Linked DNA regions of Urocitellus parryii: region 1 is linked to region 2. The links are chromatin contacts, called in public Hi-C maps. All regions are on one chromosome and are shown on one strand. Each heading gives the region's core, a stretch centred on a gene start, on an enhancer-like site or on the middle of the called end of the contact. The rest is flanking DNA. Distances are from core to core; before and after follow the strand shown.

The links. Hi-C and Micro-C count contacts between places; a contact is called where the count stands out from the background.
Region 1: a contact with region 2 is called in a Hi-C map of muscle, with 3 times the contacts expected there. The contact joins the promoter of Cdk6 here to the promoter of Pex1 in region 2. A contact is called at or near these places in 2 of 2 Hi-C or Micro-C datasets (liver and muscle).

What each region holds. Positions count from the first base shown.
Region 1 is chr3:29,205,331-29,208,671 of mUroPar1.hap1, reverse strand. Cdk6 (cyclin dependent kinase 6) reads left to right here and starts at 1,494. Exons shown (of 7, transcript XM_026391545.2): 1 at 1,494-1,809. The coding sequence starts at 1,577.
Region 2 is chr3:28,934,140-28,937,454 of mUroPar1.hap1, reverse strand. It overlaps Pex1 (peroxisomal biogenesis factor 1), which reads left to right and starts at 1,746. Exons shown (of 24, transcript XM_077795954.1): 1 at 1,746-1,771. It overlaps Rbm48 (RNA binding motif protein 48), which reads right to left and starts at 1,841. Exons shown (of 5, transcript XM_026413065.2): 1 at 1,783-1,841; 2 at 1,424-1,666. The coding sequence starts at 1,521.

The DNA.
Region 1 (3,341 bases), core at 245-2,744, 270 kb before region 2:
GCGCCTGTGGGGGAGGGAGTTTCCCTACGTCCTGTATAGGGGAGGGAAAGTTAGGGTACCCCTTTCAGGCACTTTGTTGTGCAGAGGGTTCTGGGGATTGGGGGCGCCCAGCTGAAGACAGGACCTGGCCCAAAGGGCAGTGGAGCAGCCACCCGCGCTACTTCTATCAGGACGACACTGGCAGTGGGGAAAGGTTCCTGAGTCCGGGTACCCTCGGCACAGCCCCCTCTCCCTCACCCTAGGAGCCATGGCCTTTACTACCTCCACCCCCACCCTTTTTAGGGAGGTGGCGTTTTGCTCTGGTTGAAATCAGAAAACTTCAAGTCAAGACACGGTTATGGTGTCTTCTTCCTTAAGTTACTCTTTTAAGGACACGACAAGCGAAAGTGTGGCGAACATCCCTTTCTCCCACTCTTGGGCTCCCGTGGGGGACTCCCCCCCTTCCAGGGCCTCTCGTCCTCCCACCCCAAGTAGCCCCAGCCCTCCCCAACCCGATGGTTGTCTTCCCTGGGTTTCCACCAGGGAGGTCCTCCGAGTCGGAGGAGAATTCCATTTCCCACCAAGACTCCTTTACCCCCCAAAGACCATTTGCGTGTGCGAATCGTTTTTAAATGTCTCCTCGAGGAAAAACTGAAAGTAGAAAGAAAGGAAGCAATTTCCGAGCAGATGTCTGACCACCCCTTTTCGCACACTCCCAGCATCGGATTACAGGGTCCCGAGAGCCCCCACCCACATTCTGCGGCCCCAAACGGGTGGACCCTCAGTCCGTTCACACCACATTGTGCATGGTCCCTGAAGGCACCAGGACCCCCACTCCCTGTACTTCCAGGTCCCAGGAGGCGAGGAGGGTAGCCGCGCATACAATCATAAAGGTATAAATATTAAGCCGTGACATTGACGTCCCCAGCGCCTCCCTCCCCCCCGCGCTCCCAGCACACTCTGGGCTGCTCGGCACGCCCCCTCCCGTTCCACTGCGTCCCGCGCGGCGCGCTCATCCCCGAGGGGCCCCTGCAACCTCTCCTCGCGAAGACGGCTCCAGCCCTGTAGGGAAAGAAAAGTAACTTCGCTTTTCTCGGTGAAACCAGGAAGGATTAGGAGGCTTGGAGAAGGCCGGAGCTCGCGGAGGGTAGCGACTCGGGCTTCATGAAGGAGGAGGAGGGGAATCTAGAGGAACCCCGTGGAAGGCTCCTGGGATGTCTGATTGCACTTTCTTGTTTTCCCGTCTTCTCTTTTAGGTGCAAAGATTGTGGACCGAGACGCGTTCGGACAGAGACTATGTAATCGGTGCGGTGTCTGTGTAGAGGACTTCGCTTCGGGGAGGGAAGAGGAGGGATCCACTCGCTCCTCCGGCGGCGACTCGGCAGGCGGAGTTTCGCGGCGGCACCAGGGTTACGCCAGCCGGCGGAGAGGTCGCTCCATCCAGTCCAGCGTCCGCGAGAGCCCCTGAGTCCGAGCGCCGGAGCCAGCGGGGGCGAGGGCGAGCAAGACCGAGCTCCGGGAGCACCGGAGGAGACTAGCGAACCAACCGCACCCCCGCCCGCCCCAGCTGCGCCGTGCCGGGAGGCGTCAAGGCGACATGGAGAAGGACGGCCTGAGCCGCGCGGACCAGCAGTACGAGTGCGTGGCGGAGATCGGGGAGGGCGCCTATGGGAAGGTGTTCAAAGCCCGCGACCTGAAGAACGGAGGCCGGTTCGTGGCACTGAAGCGCGTGCGGGTGCAGACGGGCGAGGAGGGCATGCCGCTCTCCACCATCCGCGAGGTGGCGGTGCTGAGGCACCTGGAGACCTTCGAGCACCCCAACGTGGTCAGGTGAGCTGGGTGCAGCGCCCGCACCGTCGGGGGCAGCGCTTCTGGTGAGGCCAGGCCGGGGATCCTCGGACTTAGGAAGGTTCCAGGCAGGGGGGCTGGGGAAGGCCAGGGCCACCCGTCGATCTGACTGAGTAAGTTTTGTTGCCAGAGCCGGTGACCTTACCAGCCAGAAAGACCAGTCAGAAAAAGAGACCTACGCAGGCTTCCCCCGCTGCTGGGCAGTTCCGAAGCCTGTACTGAAGGGGATCCAGGGGAGTTGGGTGCCTTTTAGGGACGTGGAACCTACCAACTCGAGGCACTCCCCGCCAGCCCCCACATATTTTTCTCTGCCATGGGGAATTTTTGAGAAACTGAAAATGAGTGAGAAAGACAACAAGTTGCAGGTGATAATTAATAGGTCGGGACTTTAAGGGTGGAGCCTAGGGTAAGTACCGCTTTAAAGAAAATGAAGAAACTCAAGAACATGTTTACCAATCACACCCAGTTTCTTTTTGTTAAAGTTTCATAATAAAAGTGGGTTCTGGTGGTCTAAGGAATTTCATTGCTGATGATCAGTGTCAAGCAGCGTCATTTAAAAAATGTCTTCCAAAAACTGTTACCTGTTTGTCTGACTTCATATCTCTGGACTGACACAGTCCTTAGATTCCCTTTCCCAAGGGTTAGATGTGAGTCCATGTTATGGTATCTTTAAATTCCTTGCTTTCCTTGGACTGGTCCTGCAAGTTGGTGGGAAGACAGCAGTTAACAGTCTCTCTTGTGAGTAGTAACCAGTATTAAAAGAAAGTGTGTGGACTTAGTATAATGGTGTTCTCTTGGTGATCCTGGAATTTCCCCATTGTGTGGTTGTGTCATCCCTTTCTTTTTAAACAGATGCATAGCTTCATAGCTTCAAATCGAAAAGAAGTGGACAGAAGCTTCTTCAAATTGGGTTGTGATTTTACCCTTTTCAGCTCTTTACCTTCAGTGTGTTGGAGAAAGGAGATCCTGGGATCTTCTTGTCTACTCATCCATCTAGGTATCCTGTTGAGCGACTGCTTGCCTACCGTGTGACCTCCATGAAATTATGTAAATAAACACAGCTAAATATTCTTGTAAGAAGTCAAACAGTTTAACATTAGTCCTCAAAATGAAGAGACCCAAGTCTGACCTTTGAAATACCAAGCCCTCTGTGGACTTAGGGAGACCAAGTGTCTATGGAATCTCACTGGGAGGTTTTAACTTGTCTCCTCTTATCCTGGGCTGGGTGATTTGTGTGGTGTTTTGTTCCCCACACAGTGAGAATCAGGGGAAAAGACAGCAAAGAATCATAAATACATAAATAAGGTAGTCAAGGGCAATAGAGAGAGGACCCCCATTATACCTCCATTTTAGCTAGTCAAGTGGCGGGAGGCAAAAGATAATGAGACTGGGAGGAGTGTTTAGGAAAATGGAATTTATGTAAAAGCAATAATTACCTTTTGTATATTTGTTAAAAAGCAACAATAACCCTCTGGGGGTGGTCTTTGTGCCATTGGAGGGAAAGAAGAAGGGTA
Region 2 (3,315 bases), core at 497-2,996:
AGCCCAATGGAACAGGTTTTTGTTTCATAGAAATCTCCAAAAGATGGGATTAATTCACAGAGGGCCATAACAATAACTGTAACAAGTAAGGTTTACTGCATTCTGAGCAGAAAGGTACTACTCCAAGTAAAAGGACTTGAATTATCCTCATGCAAGCTCAATAAGTGGTCTTTTGACTATATGGATTTTAAGAAGAGAAAAAAATGGGCTTACTAGGATTAAATAACTTATACAAAGTAACAAGATAGTGAGCAGTGTGACTGGAAAACTTACCAAATTCAGTTTTTAATCATATCACAGGACTGAAAGTTGTTGAGCATGGGAATGAGGGGATGTAAATAGTATTTTGATAAGATTAACCTTTACAAAGATGTCAGGAAGGGATTGGGATGTGGCTCAGTGGTTGAACACCTGCTGAGTATAAGTACAGCCCTAGGTTAGACTCCATCCCTGGGGGTAAGGGAGGGGAATTACTGCAGAAAAGATGAGAATGTTGCCATGTTAAATTTTGGGGTAACTCAAGTATTAACTATAAAAACCTGGGACAAAAATGATAGTAACAGGGTCAAAGGATATAAGATGCTGCTTAACTTACACTTTACCTTGCACTTTGTAAATTCATAAATTTAATAAGGTAAACTTCTGTAAAATCTTCTGCTGGATATTCATCTAGAGCATTATATTCTTCAATTGCTCCATATAGAGCAAATCGCTCAACTAATTCCTTCATTGCTCCCACTGCAGGAACTCCTTGTATTAATAAGTACCGAGATTCCAAATTGATTGTATACACCTAAAATAAATAGAGTTATGAAGTGTATTTCACAAATAAGACTAAGATAATCTCCCCTTTAAAAAAAAAAACAGAATTTGAAAAGAAACACTTTGGTCAGTCCTTATCTTCAAAAAGCATACAAAATTAATTTTAAAATTTGCCATTCTCTCTGCATAAAAAATAACACACTTCACATGTGAAGGTATCTAACTAAAGCACATAACAGACTGCTCTGAGTCGACATGTTTATAATATTTTTATCTGTGCATAACTATGCTTAATAGTAGGTTTCACTGTGACATATTCGTACATGCATATGATTTAAGTCATCATTTCTGTAAGTTCTCTCAGAAGTTACTGGGACTAGTCACTAAAACGAATAGTCATTGAGTGTTTAACAAGCACTCACGTAAACACGGAAGATACAAGAACTAAAACAAATCCCTCTTCTGGAGAACTGACGTCCTAAAGTTAACCAAATGGGTGGAAATCATCTTTGGTCTCCAAGCCAGAGTTCCTCATTCCCCTTCCAATGAGAGATGGATCTGACAGCAGCCTTTTATACCTTTATTTAAGTAGGCTGGCTGCGTGGAGAGCGTGCTCACATAAAGCTACCCAAGATAGCGAATGAAAGCGAAATCATTTTACCTTAACAGCGCGAGGCCGTCTACCCTCCCGATATTTGGCCCGCGTGTCGCAAACCACCCTCTGGACGTGGTGGTCGAATAAACTCCCAAGCTTCCCATCACTCGACGCCATCTTGCCTGCTTTGGTCACTGCGGAGAGGACAACATCCGTCTCAGGGCGCTCCTGTTTATCCAATCAGAGAGCGGGATGAGTCGAAGCATGGCCAGGATTGGCTGGAGAATCGACATCGTCGGCCATCGTTTCCTGAAAACGAGAATTTGGTGAACGAGGTGCCGCCCCCAAGCGGCTCGGCGGTGAAGTTCAGAGAGTGACAGAAGCTTGATGGTCCTGCCCGCTTCAGGCGCGCGGGTGAGACTCACCGCGGGAGAGGGAGTGAAGCCGTAGGGGGCGGAGCCGATCGATCTTCTCGGGCTCCAACGCCCTCGGCCTGCCCGGGGTAGGGGTCAGACGCCGCGCCAGGGTGGGAGGTCCTGGAGTAGTGGTTTGGGAAGATGTGGGGCAGCGATCGCCTAACGGGCGCTGGTGCAGCAGGGGTGGCTGTGACGGTGACCTTCACCAACGCTCGTGACTGCTTTCTCCATTTACCGCGGCGTCTCGTGGCTCAGCTGCATCTGCTGCAGGTAACGCGCCGACCTCGGGACACCAGAACGGTAACCTGGGATCGGACGTGGCCGAGGCCTTCCCGGAACGCGGCGGCCGCTGAGTTCTTTTCTCTGAGCCGGGTCCCGGCGGTCTCCTGGACGTTGCCGAATAGCGCTAGGCCGGGGTGACGGCGCAGGGCAGGTCCCGGCAGTCTCTGCTGCCCCGAGGTTAACTTAGTCCATATCTTACACTTTGGTTAAAGTAGGCTTTGAAACATCCTAGTATTCTAAAAATCCTCTCCATCCAGGAACCTTCCTTACTCCAGATGGGAAAAGCTCTTGAGAACTTGTATGTTTTTATTATTTTAAAGTGCCCACACTCGCCGGCGATTGCCAAGTCCCCGCACTGCCACAGTTCGCGCCTCTAGGGGCAGACTTGGTGTGTAGAGCGCGTGTAGGTTAACTAGGACTGAGTGCCGCGTCTCCCACGAGCAGGGGAGGGTCATAGAATAATAACTCTTCCCTGCATTGGCAACCCCGAACCGAGCCGAGTGGTGCCAGGAATGTGCAGTGGAATTATGCCCATACCTGCATCATATACGTAGTTAGGTTTACTTGGACTTATGTGGTCAGGACGTGGTGGTTGTGGTATTTCACATTTCTAACCACTGGTGGAGATACACATCCTTCCCCCGCCCCCCCCCCAGCAACCAGAAGTACCTCATACATGCTAGGCAAGGCTCTGCTACTCAGCTACATTCCCAGCCCAGCATGCCGATTTCATAATTAAAAATTGGTACACACGGTCTCAATGAATTTGAGTCTGCTCAGTAGCAAAAGGATGCAATTTTTGAAATATTTGTCTGGTACCCACTACTGGCGAATCTGTGCAAGACATGTTGCTGTTTCTTCTTGACCTATAAGAGTTTGCAATATTTAAAAGTTTGCAATAAAGATCCCACTTTTCGGGCTGGGGATGTGGCTCAAGCGGTAGCGCGCTCACCTGGCATGCGTGCGACCCGGGTTCGATCCTCAACACCACATACAAACAAAGATGTTGTGTCTGCCGAAAACTAAAAAACAATAAATAAATATTTAAAAAAAAAAAAGAAAAAAAAAAAAGATCCCACTTTTCATCTTAAGCCACTTTCCTGTAACTGTTTTTCCAGATATTTTTGTCCATCTTTCCATCCTTTCATCTTGTTATTACTTATTTTTGCCACTAAGTAGGCAGGTTTTTTTGTTGTTGTTGTTGTTTATTTGTTTGTTTTACACTGACAGGCTTCTCCATGGCTCCAAGGAGGCAATCAC